Regions from separate parts of the Manis pentadactyla genome. Here region 2 is linked to region 1. The links are chromatin contacts, called in public Hi-C maps. All regions are on one chromosome and are shown on one strand. Each heading gives the region's core, a stretch centred on a gene start, on an enhancer-like site or on the middle of the called end of the contact. The rest is flanking DNA. Distances are from core to core; before and after follow the strand shown. Region 1 holds the start of HINT3 (histidine triad nucleotide binding protein 3). Region 2 holds the start of HDDC2 (HD domain containing 2).

Region 1 (6,258 bases), core at 1,956-4,455:
ATGAATATATATGAATAAATATATATTATATATTTAATGTAAAACACAAATATTAGATGATTATTCTTTTTTAAAAGGTTGACCTTTAACCTTTAATTAGTATATCAAATCATCTTAGATTTAATTTGAAAGAGATATGCAACTTTCTGGGTACTACTGGAACACAAACATGTATTCTTGCTTATGTTTTGTATTATATGAACTATTGTATATATTCATCCTGTGCCCCCTATTTAGGGTACAAATTAATTAAAAGATTGACCATGTCCAATTTCCTGTATAAAAATGTCCCCAGTCTCTTCATATAGTTTACTCTGAGAATGTTCCTAACAAAGAAAAAAATTTAAACACATCAAAGTCTTCACTGTTTTAAAAAGCTTTCTGTTGACTTCCAGTTTCTTCTGGAGTTACCACTGCCTTGCTGTCCTCCCCAAGACTTCCATCTTCCTTGAAAAGTTGTCCATGTTTGCTGTCTTCAACTGTGCACCCCCAGATTCTTCTCATTTGACTGCCATCTACCTTCTGCCTCAACAAATCCATTGCTCTCCTTGAAGTCAGTGACCGTCAGTTTGGGGACAAAACCAACCCTGATCTAACCCGGCCTTTCCACAAGCATGTAGGGGGATCACCTAACTCAGACTTGACTAAGGAAGGCTGACGCTGCTGCTGAAACTGCTGATAAATTCTTTCTTCTGAAAATACTGCCTTTTCTTAGCTTTCCTAGTTTTCTATTTCTCTGTTTCTTCTCTATCCCCTTTCCAGGTCCTCTTTCTCTGTGCCTCCCTTATGAAGTTACTGTTCTTTAGTGCTCTGTGTAAGCCCCCTTCACTTCTTACTCCACATGTATTTCCTGGGCGATCTCTTTAATTCCTCTTCTCAATTTCCATCTATGAACTGGAAGTTCCCACAACCTGGGCTGGAGATCCCAAGCTCTCCAGAATGCCAGACTATCTAACCATTGTATGCCTCACACTCACCTCCAACTCCTCGACTCCAAACTGAACCCATCACTTTGCTACTTCCTACCACTCTCCTGGACATCTGTTTTCCTATATTCCCAATCTTAATGAAATGGTACCACCACTACCAATTTACCCTAACCAGAAATTTGTAAATCATCCTTGACTTCCCCACTTCTCTTCCTCATTCTCCTACACTGATTTAGTAAATCAGGGTTTTTCAACTTAGGCACTGTTGACATTTTGGGGTCAGCTAATCCTTTGTTGCAGACGGCTGTCCTGTGCATTGTGTAATGGTAGCAAAGCTGGACTCCACTCATTAGGTGTCAGTAACCCACCTCACTCCCCTGCCAAGTTGTCACAATCAAAAGTGTCTCAAGATATTGCCAAATATCCCCTCGGGGAGCATTTACCCTCAGGTGGGAACCCCTAGGCTATATCAATCAACAAGTCCTGCCTGTTTTAACTCCTAAATATCCTTAAATTGATCCACTTTTCTTCATTCCCACTACCACATTCTTATGTCAGGCCTTCATCAGGAAGCTTTACTTCATCAGTAGCCTCCTAATAGGTCTCCGTGCCTCCACACTGGTCCTCTCCAAATTATTCTCCACAATAGTACCAGGATGATCTTTCAAAGACCAAACCTCTTGATGCCACTACTCAAGCCCCTCCCATCCCAGCATTAAACACTGTGAAAGTTTCTTTCACTCTTCAGTTAAAGATAAAACTCCTTTACATATATGACAACACCATAAATAATGTGGCCCCTTGTTTACCTCTCAAACTTCATCGTTCATCACTCATCCCTTCAAACTCTATGCTCCAGTTAGACTGAATTTCTGTCAGCTCTATGGCATGATCCAAACTTCTCAAGGTTCTCTCCACCTACGACGTTATTCTCCTACCTGGTCAACTCCTACTTCTGTCTTCATGTCTCACTTCCTCCTGAAAGCCTTCCTTGGCCCTTCAAATCTAGGTTAGGTGCCCCTCCCACAGCTTTGCAAAATACTGCAGGTGGTAAAACCACTTCACCACAGCACAGGGCATTGCGATCAGCTGCCTCATTTGTCGGTGATACTGACAGGAACTATTCTTCATTCTGTTCACCACTGAATCTCCAACACAGGTGTTCAGCATTCAATTAACTTTTAACAAATGAATACTGATTACTCCAAAAAACAATCTTTGGAGTTTTTGGATTCTTTCAAAAAACTGTTTTTGTGTGTGTGCGTGTGTGTGTTTTTTTTAAGACAAGTAGAACTGGTAGAGGCAAGCATGTACTGAGTATCTCTTTTAAAATTCCGGGGCAAAATCTTAGTTCTATGAAAATGTGCACACATTCCAATTTGACAACACTCCTACCTAGGAACTGAATGCTTCAGTGAAAATCAGAGGCTACTATATAGTAGCTCAACCTCTGACTCAATATCCCCCGTTTACTTCCAGTCGCTCTAACAAACGAGCTTTTCATGATACCACTACCTATCTTCTACTAGTTTTCTCCGCAGTATCAGTATTACAGTGTGCAGAATTTAAAAGCAGTGTCTAGAAATTCGAAGTATTTGGCTTTATCACCACACTTTCTCCCCTCCGAACAGCAGAGATGCCGCTGCAGACACTCCCGCTCGGGGAGCAGCAAGGCCGTCATCACCGCGAGGACACCCAGCCTGCTCCGGCCTCACCCACCAGGGTCCTCCCCACCCCAGGCCACACGAGCGAGGCCTCCCTCCCTCCCGGGAGCTCTGAGGGGTTGGCGGCACAGCCCCGCCCTGGCCCACGGTGGCAAGGCGTCCCTGCGGGGCTGCGCGGGGATCGCGTCGCCGACCAGCGCTCCCGGTCGCGCGTCCCTACCCACCTCACAGTAGAGGAGTTCCGCGCCCGGTTCCTGCCGCCCCGCGATCCGGCAGAACACGCACTTGCTATTGCAGTCCTCCGGCTTCGGGGATCGTGCGACCACCTCGGCGGCCTCCGCTGACGACACCGCAGGTTCCGCAGTTGCTGCCGCCTGACAGGCAGAGCCTGACGCCACGGTACCGCACTCCTGCTCCTCCGCCATGGCACGTGCCCCCGGTGACCGCGAGTCTCCGCTTCGCCAGGACGACTGGGCCAGAGCAGAGTCCGCCTTCTGCACCTCCTCGGTTTTACCTCGAGGCGTCGCCCCTCGCCTACTGCTGGGGAGCCCGAGTTGGGCGCACGCGCTGATCCAGGCTGCCGCCAGAGGGAGCGACTCCGTATTGGGCCTCAATACCGGGGCCAACCTCGAAGCCGGCAGCCACCAGGGGGCGTGCGAGTACGCGCGATGGTGCTACCGGGAGGAGCCGGCGGCGGCGGCGGGAGTCGCTCCGCCAGCGGCGTCTCGCTGGTAATGACGCAAGACGTCCGCCGAGACGCCTTAGGGCGCCCTACGTAGCAGTGACATCACCGGCGCGCTCTAACGTCGGGCTAAGTGGCACTTGGGTATTTTCGAGGGCCTTTCCGCAAGCCTGTAATATATCCGACCCCAAGTGTATTACACCGTTCGTTAAAGAAAAAGCTTTTAAAAACCTGCTCTTTTAAAGAGAATGAACAAAATATTTTCTTTTCAAAAGACATCGTGTTTGATGGTTTGTGTATTAATTTTCAGTCACAATAATCTTAGCTGCAAACTGAACTTCACATCTCTGTTTACTTTTTGTTAACAGTACCAGCTAGCTCAAAATAGTGGCTGTTATCTGACATCCCTCATAAACAGGTAAATGCAGAGTCCTGTAGTTTATGGTCTGAAATATTCCAGAAACTCACTGCCAATGCCTCATTATGCCTCACCTCCACTTCTGCAATAACCTAATAGGTTTCCCTAGTTAAGGAACTGATTACCCTGTCACTGGAACAAAAACTGTTCAGTAACTGTTTTGCCCAAAATAAAATACCAATTCCTTAGACTGGTATTAAAGATGGACAGTGATTCGACCTCAGCTTTTCATTTTATGCTGAACACCTAAAATATCTCAGGTATTTCTCTAATTGTCAAAATAAGCAAAGTTGGTTTTATAATCCCCACTATAGAGATGAAGAAATAAACTCGAGAGATTTGGCCCATACCACACAACTAATTAGTAATAGTGATTGAGTTCGGATAAAGATCTAACTCCAGAACCCACCAGTCTGTCTGAACACAGAACTCCTTTTTTAAAATAGAAAAATTTCTTAGACTAGCTTATTATAATAGTTGTACCCTTGGTATTTGTTGACTTAGAATATACATACTAACTAACAGTCCTCTTTGTTGAATTCAGTAATGTCATTGAGTGAATTTATGTTGTATTAATCACAGTTTTATAATTTTTAGTTTTACGTATGTGTTCAAGACGTTCTTCATTGCTTTTGTGGTTTGCCAGTGGTTTGGGGAACCACTGTCATACCTTCATAGCCCCTCAGGGACCAAAGGCAGGGTTCAGAATCAGCACATTACTTTGCCCAACTGAAGTATCCACTATTTTCATGCATGTAGTACCCCTTCACCTCACTCTGATTTTTTTTAAGGTATTATTGATATACACTCTTATGAAGGTTTCACATGGAAATACAATGTGGTTACTACATTCGCCCATATTATCGTGTCCCCCCCATGCCCCATTGCAGGCATCAGTGAAGCATGAACTTTTTTTTTCAGCTTGTTAGTACAGTGAATTACATTTTTAATTTCTGAAAGTTAAACCAACCTTGCATTTCTTAGATAAATTGCACTTCAGCGTGATTCTTTTAATATATTGTTGGATTCTATTTGCTAAATTTTTTTTGTACCATTAATCTACAATTACATGAAGAAGATCATGTTTACTAGGCTCCCCCCTTCACCACGTCCCCCCCACATACCCCGTCACAGTCACTGTCCATCAGCATAGTAAGATGCTGTAAAATCACTACTTGTCTTCTCTGTGTTGCACAGCCCTCCCCATGCCCCCCCCCACACACACTATACATGCTAATAGTAATGCCCCTTTCTTTTTCCCCACCCTTATCCCTCGCTTCCCACCCATCCTCCCCAGTCCCTTTCCCTTTGGTAACTGTTAGTCCATTCTTGGGTTCTGTGCTTCTGCTGCTGTTTTGTTCCTTCAGTTTTCCTTTGTTCTTATATTCCACATATGAGTGAAATCATTTGGTACTTGTCTTTCTCTGCCTGGCTTATTTCACTGAGCATAATACCCTCTAGCTCCATCCATGTTGTTGCAAATGATAGGATCTGTTTTTTTCTTATGGCTGAGTAATATTCCATTGTGCATATGTACCACATCTTTATCCATTCATCTACTGATGGACACTTAGGTTGCATTCATATCTTGACTATTGTAAATAGTGCAGCAATAAACATAGGGGTGCATCTGTCTTTTTCAAACTGGAGTGCTGCATCCTTAGGGTAAATTCCTAGAAGTGGAATTCCTGGGTCAAATGGTAAGTCTATTTTGAGCATTTTGAGGAACCTCCATACTGCTTTCCACAATGGTTGAACTAATTTACATTCCCACCAGCAGTGTAGGAGGGTTCCCCTTTCTCTACAACCTTGCCAACATTTGTTGTTGTTTATCTTTTCGATGGTGGCGATCCTTACTGGTGTGAGGTGATATCTCATTGTGGTTTTAATTTGCATTTCTCTGATAACTAGTGATGTGGAGCATCTTTTCATGTGTCTGTTGGCCATCTGAATTTCTTCTTTAGAGAACTGTCTATTCATCTCCTCTGCCCATTTTTTAATTGGATTATTTGCTTTTTGTTTGTTGAGGTGTGTGAGCTCTTTATATATTTTGGATGTCAACCCTTTATCGGATCTGTAATTTATGAATATATTCTCCCATACTGTAGGATACCTTTTTGTTCTATTGATGGTATCCTTTGCTGTACAGAAGCTTTTTATCTTGATATAGTCCCACTTGTCCATTTTTGCTTTTGTTTCCCTTGCCCGGGGAGATATGTTCATGAACAAATCACTCATGTTTATGTTCATGAGATTTTTACCTCTGTTTTTTTTCTAAGAGTTTCATGGTTTCATGAGTTACATTCAGGTCTTTGATCCATTTCGAATTTACTTTTGCATATGGGGTTAGACAGTGAACCAGTTTCATTCTCTTACATGTAGCTGTCCAGATTTCCCAGCACCATCTGTTGAAGAGACTGTCATTTCCCCATTGTATGTCCATGGCTCCTTTATCATATATTAATTGGCCATATATGTTTGGGTAAATGTTTGGAGTCTCTATTCTGTTCCACTGGTCTGTGGCTCTGTTCTTGGGCCAGTACCAAATTGTCTTGATTACTGCGG
Region 2 (6,258 bases), core at 1,333-3,832, 600 kb after region 1:
CCATTGATGTACTGAGTGCTTTTCAACAAGATGAGATGATGATACCCTGTTACAGTTTACTTCATTCTTAGCCAAAATACTCTTAAAAACAATTTCATTTTTGTCATAAACAAGTGAATCTGAAATTATAACAAACCAATACACAACAATCACATTACTTCTTTCTTGAAATATTTTCTTCATTTGGTGTCCAGGCACAACCATCCTAGTCCTCCTCCTATTCACTGATTCTTTTTCTTGGTTTCCCAAACTCTAAATGTTGGGTTGCTCTAGGACTTAGGCCTTAGACATCTTTTCATCCACACTTGCCAGTCAAGTGTCTCATCCAGTTTCACAGTTTCACAAAACATCTTTTATATTGATTATTGCCAAGCAATCAAATGCTGGGAGATATACCTGTGTGACAGGTGAGCCTTCAACCTGGGAGAGGGGTTCTTGACTCTGATACAGAAAGAATTCATGGGCAGGTTGAGCAGGTACAAGCAAAGAGCAGTTTAATAAAGCAAAGTGCACTGTCAAGGAGGGAGTGCAGGTGTGCTCCAGAGGTGAGCAGCACAGCGGGTTTGGATTGGATGGTCTCATAGCTGGAGTTTAAGCAGGGGTGGAATATTCATCAGGTTAGGTGGGGTTTGGGGGATGGGGGGATTTCTGGGAAATAGGGTGACAACCTCTTTTTGTCCTTAGATGATCTGCCTTGGAACTGTCATGGTGCCAAGGGGTGTGATTCTCAGTATGCTAATGAGCATATAATATATTTTGAGGTGAAGTTATAGTCAACGTCTCCTCCATGTTGGAACCAGTCAGTTTTGGCAGGTCTGGTATCTATACCCTCCCTCCCCACATCCCATGAGAACAGTTTACATGGAATCTTTAGAATATAAACAATTATCTAACCAAATGTAAACACCAGCCAAAGTCCCCAACCCCCTCCCTGCTCCTGTCTGGCTATCTTCCTACTACAATAATTAAATAAATTTTTTACTTTTCCTCAGGAACCCTCTTACACTGTTGGTGGGAATGTAAATTAGTTCAACCATGTGGAAAGCAATATGGAGGTTCCTCAAAAAACTAAAAATAGAAATACCATTTGATCCAGTAATTCCACTCCTAGAAATTTACTGGAAAAAAAACAAGAGCCCTGATTCAAAAAGACACATGCACCCCTATGTTTATCGAAGCACTATGTGGTACCTATACACAGTGGGATATTATTCAGCCATAAAAAGAAAACAAATCCTACCATTTGCAACAACATGGATGGAACTAGAGGGTATTATGCTCAGTGAAATAAGCCAGGCGGGAAAGACAAGTACCAAATGATTTCATTCATATGTGGAGTATAAGAACAAAGAAAAAAACTGAAGGAACAAAACAGCAGCAGAATCACAGACTCTAAGACTAGGGGTTACCAAAGGAGAGGGTGGGTGGGGAGGTAGGGTGATGGGGATTAAGGCACATTATAATTAGCAGGCACAATATAGGTCGGTCTGGGGCAGGCAGTACAGCAGAAAGAAGACAAGTAATGACTCTACAGCATCTTACCACGCTGACACACAGTGACCTCAACAGAGAGGGTGAGGATTTGGTAATATGGGTGAATGTTGAAACCACAACGGTGCATGCTTATGTGAAACCATCATAAGGTTGCATATCAATGACACTTTAATTAAACAATTTTTTTACCTTTCCCCTGACTTCCAGATTTATATCTCTACTAGGATTTCTAATGGAAATCTCAAGCACGTCTTAAACTTCTGATTCCTCCCCTTCCGACAGTTTACTGTTCCTGGAGTTTCCTCCAGCTCAGTAAATAGCAACTCCATCCTTCTGGTTGGTCAGACCAAAATTTGCGGAGTCATCCGTGACTCCTCTCTCTCATACTCCCATGTCTGGTCTGTCACAAATGCTGTTACCTCAACTTAAAACTACACCCCAAATTCAACAACCTCTCACCACCTTCACCACCACCACCCAGGCCCAAACCAAAATCATCCCAAAGAATTGTTTCAAGTCCCTTACTGGTCTCCCTACTCCCTCCTTGCCTCATACAGGCAACGCTTTCTGCCTGAGTCCTTCAGTGAAGGGGGTCCTAAAATGTCTTTAAAAATTGGCACCATTGGTTGTTGAGGGAATTAAGGCAGATCCTGACCAACTTTTTGGCACAAGGGCTTTTTCAGCACTTGGGATGTTGGGGAGGTTGTTGATTTCATCACAGGATTGTTTTAACCAATTGGCCGCTTTACCGCCATCTCCAAAGTCCTTGCAGTACTTGCATCGCTGCTTCACCTTTCCTCCTGCCTCTGCTAAAATGTTTATACAGATTACCCACCTTGAAGTGGGGCGCCTTATCCCGTCCCCTAATCAGAAGCTGAGCTGCTGAAAGACAAGATTTTGGTGCAGTACTGCTTAGCACTCCACCTCCACCCCGCCCCCCCACTGTAATCTCTTTAAAAGTTTGTTGGAATTCAGTGGAGTGTAGCAAACAACTAAGGCGTGCCTAGTGTGCACCAAACACCGCGTCTGCCACGGCCGGCGCCATGCCCAAGGGGCAGCCTCCGAGGCAGGAAGGTGGCAAACCGGGCGGAAGGGCCTGCGAACACCAGCGCGAGACAGCAGAGGCCCGAGAGGGCGGAGAGCGGAGGCGGAGGGGGCGGGGAAGGGGTGCAGCGTCAGGCTGCGGCCGCGCGGCCGGCTCCGCCCCGGCCCTTCCCGGATCGGAGGCCGCATGGCTCTGGCTTCCGCCGCGGCCCGGCGCGGCGGCGGGGCTCGGAATTTGCTGCAGTTCCTGCGGCTGGTGGGGCAGCTGAAGGTGAGCGGCCGTTCGTGGCCGGCCGGGCCGCGCGCGGGGTAAGGCTCGGGCGGCCGCGGGGCGACGTGGCTGCGGAGTCTCCCCGGGCAGCGGCCTCCGGCCGCCCCCGCCCTCCCGCCGAGGGACTGAGCCGGAAGGTGCCTCCGTGGGCGGACGCGCGGCTCGGCGGGAGGCGGAGAAAGCGCGTCGGCGGGGAGGGCGCGGCCGGACTGCTAGGCCGACCCCGGCCGGCGACGTCTACACGGCCTGGGGCTGTGCACGGCGGGGCCCCCGGACAGCCACCGGCGCGATGCGTTGCGGGGCCTCGGCCCGGCCCGCGTCTCTCCTGGTGCATTTGGGGCTCGCGGCCTTACAGCCGGGCGGTTGGGGTGGGGCGCGGAGCAGCGGATGGGCGGGCAGATTTTAAGTGGGTGCTTTAAATCTGTCTCGCAGCTATTTCCGGACACAACACAACTTCTTTTTTTATTTTGTATAGTACACGCTGGATTTGCATCATGTGCGTCTCCACCCCAGCCCAGTTAATGATTTTGCAGAATTTCCTTAAGTTCAAAGCACATTATCGGTTTAATGCCACTACCATTGCTGTTTATACAACACTTTGGAAAGGTGGACTTCGAGGAGAAAAATGCAGTCTCACAAGGTCACTTCATGATCTGAATAAAGAGAAGAGTCAGGACTCGTGACAATTAGCAATACCTTTATCCTTCCTGCTTCAGAATTTGGAAGTCTGTCATTTATTCAATAAGTTCAGAGCTTTCACCACAATGTTTTCTACTTGTGTTCGTTGGGACTGAAAGCAAAATGTCCCAACTCTTGTAATATGAAAATAAAATAGTCGACAGTTTGGTTTTATGACTGAAGGACCTTGTATATGTTCTGTAATTTATGTATCAGTAATGCAGACTAACTTGGTTATTGGCCTTTCCTACTGAATACTTGGCGAATCATCTCTTCTCATTCTCTGGCCTCACTGGTTTATTTGATTCCAGTTGTTGATCATTTTGGTCAGTTAAGCATTTTTTAATATGTTCTGAAACAATAACCCTACTTCTGTGCACTATTCCCTGGACTTCTCTTGAAGAGCATAGCAGACAGTTAAAACATGTATTTTTATAAATTTCTTTCTCTTCCTCATTTTCATCAGAGAGTCCCACGGACTGGCTGGGTATACAGAAATGTTGAGAGGCCAGAGAGCGTATCAGATCACATGTACAGAATGGCAGTTATGGCTCTGCTGACCAAAGATGACCGTCTTAACAAAGACCGGTAAGCTGGCATGAACTTTGATGCTTGTAAGGATCTTTGGTATAGGGATGTGTACCATTTTCCATACTAATGCCTGTGTCTAATTCTTGTAGGTTATTTTATGTGTTAAGAAAAATTATTTAAGGTGAACCATACGATTCAGACTGTGGGAAGGAGAACTATGTGTGTTGATTGCTTCAGTGTGGTAAACTGCACTCAGGGTTTTCTCTTGACAAGTATCGCTTGGCCTCCAGGAAACATCACTGTGGTATATTAGGGCCTCCAGGGCCATGAGGGAGAGTGTGTCATATCTAAAATTCTCTCATGGTGTTAGTGCTCTATTTGCTTTTATCTAGTCCCTGTTATGAATAGTAGCACCCATTTGTGACGTGGCTTTTTGGAATGGCACTGGCGAAGTAGAGCTGAGAAAGAGGTATCCTTCCTCCTTGTGTTAATTTGCAAGTGTTTAAAATGCTTTTGCAGCACAGAACGAAGTTTGCCAGAAATATAAGATGGTATATAAACCTCAAATGAATTTACAGAGGCCCAAAGTGGCTTCTACAAAAGGCACGAAATACGTTTAAGAGAATTAGCAAGGTGTACTAACAGGAGAGATCACCTGTTGTTGAGTGATCTTAATGTTGGGGGCGAAATCTGAATTGAGCTTTAAAGGGTTGACGAGATAGAGAAGTAGAAGACACGGCACGCAGAGGGAAGGGCATGGCATAGACACCAAAGCCCTGGCGGTGGGGCAGTAAAGGTAAACTTTGCAGATGATAAGTAAAACCGTATGATTGCAGCAACAGTTCAACAGGGAGTCTGAGGAGCTGTGTTACTCTGCAGATGATGTGGAGCTGAGATTTTGGCAAACAGTACAAGATGAATGTGGTGTTGAATGGAAATGAACTTAAGACTAGCCTGAGAGAGAGACTGTAGGCAGGGACACCTACAAGGAAGCTGTTAGGCCTCTACCATTTTTGGTAATAATGGGAACATAAAAACAAACTGGCCTTCTGGAGCATTTATCTCATGATCTGCCTTTGTTATTTTGAAGATGATTATCCTGATCGCTAATCATTATCACTAATAATCATAGCCATTTGTTGAATGATCAGCATGTGCCAGAAATGTGAATTATCAAGTTTACTTTTCATACCAACCTTATGAAGTATTACTGTTCTTTTTTTTACAGATAATAAAATAAAAGCTTACAAAACTGTTTAAAGAAATTAAGTAACTTGGCAAAGGTCACACGGCTAATAAATGTTGGTTGCTATAGTCGAACCTAGATCTGTCCAGCTCCACCCATTTCTCTATAAAGGGCCTTATTTGACATCTTAACTAGTTTACTGGGGAAATGATTGTTTCTGAAGTTTGTATCAGTAAGTAAATACTGTAGCCAGATCCATCTCCTGGCTTTGTAAAGTTATCAATATTTAAAGTGAGAGTTGAGGAACTAGCATTTAAAAAAAAAATTCATGCTAACAATTATAACAATTATTATGTTGAATATTAACTAGTAGTTGTGATTCAGCTCTATTGCAGCTTTGCAGAATATAATTACCTTAGAAAATACTGCATTTAAGTACTCTGTGAGGGTAAAGAAAGAAAAATATATTATATAACTTCAGAATAATATAGAGAAGGAACTTGAAGTGAATATAACTGTGTAATTATTCACCATTTCTTGCCTGGTCAGATGTGTACGCCTAGCCCTGGTTCACGATATGGCAGAATGCATCGTTGGGGACATAGCACCAGCAGATAACATCCCCAAAGAAGAGAAACATAGGCGAGAAGAGGTCAGTGTTGATTGTTGACTCCATAAGAGATCTCCAGAAAAGCCTCAAAGCAAGGCTGTTGATTAGACCGATTGCAGTTAGGGAGAGCACCGCCTGGACAGTCTTGGTAGTGATGCAGGAAGGGGATGGTCAGGAAGGCATAGTAACAGAGTCTTAGGACCTGAGCTGGAGGATGGTTAGTTGGGTCTTACAGTATGGGTAACTAGTTGAGAGAACACAGAGTTCGGGACATAATAGCCTTAGGTTGGCAGGAGCTGGTGAGGCAGAGTCTTAGAGAGGGTCTTGAAGAGTAAGCTCTTGGTGTGTGCTATTAGGGTCTCTCTGGTTGTTTACAGTTTTCCCTCCCAGAAGCAAGGAGTTCCTGGAGTAAGCAGCAAATTGGTTCTTGCTTGTTCTCAATCT

Evidence for each region. Hi-C and Micro-C count contacts between places; a contact is called where the count stands out from the background.
Region 2: a Hi-C map of fibroblasts shows a contact between it and region 1, with 6 times the contacts expected there. The contact joins the promoter of HDDC2 here to the promoter of HINT3 in region 1. A contact is called at or near these places in 2 of 3 Hi-C or Micro-C datasets (fibroblasts and skin fibroblasts).

The regions. Positions count from the first base shown.
Region 1 is chr12:63,942,391-63,948,648 of mManPen7.hap1, forward strand. HINT3 (histidine triad nucleotide binding protein 3) reads right to left here and starts at 3,206. Exons shown (of 5, transcript XR_005028512.2): 1 at 2,818-3,206.
Region 2 is chr12:64,546,317-64,552,574 of mManPen7.hap1, forward strand. It overlaps HDDC2 (HD domain containing 2), which reads left to right and starts at 2,583. Exons shown (of 6, transcript XM_036903895.2): 1 at 2,583-2,809; 2 at 3,954-4,075; 3 at 5,754-5,856. The coding sequence starts at 2,726.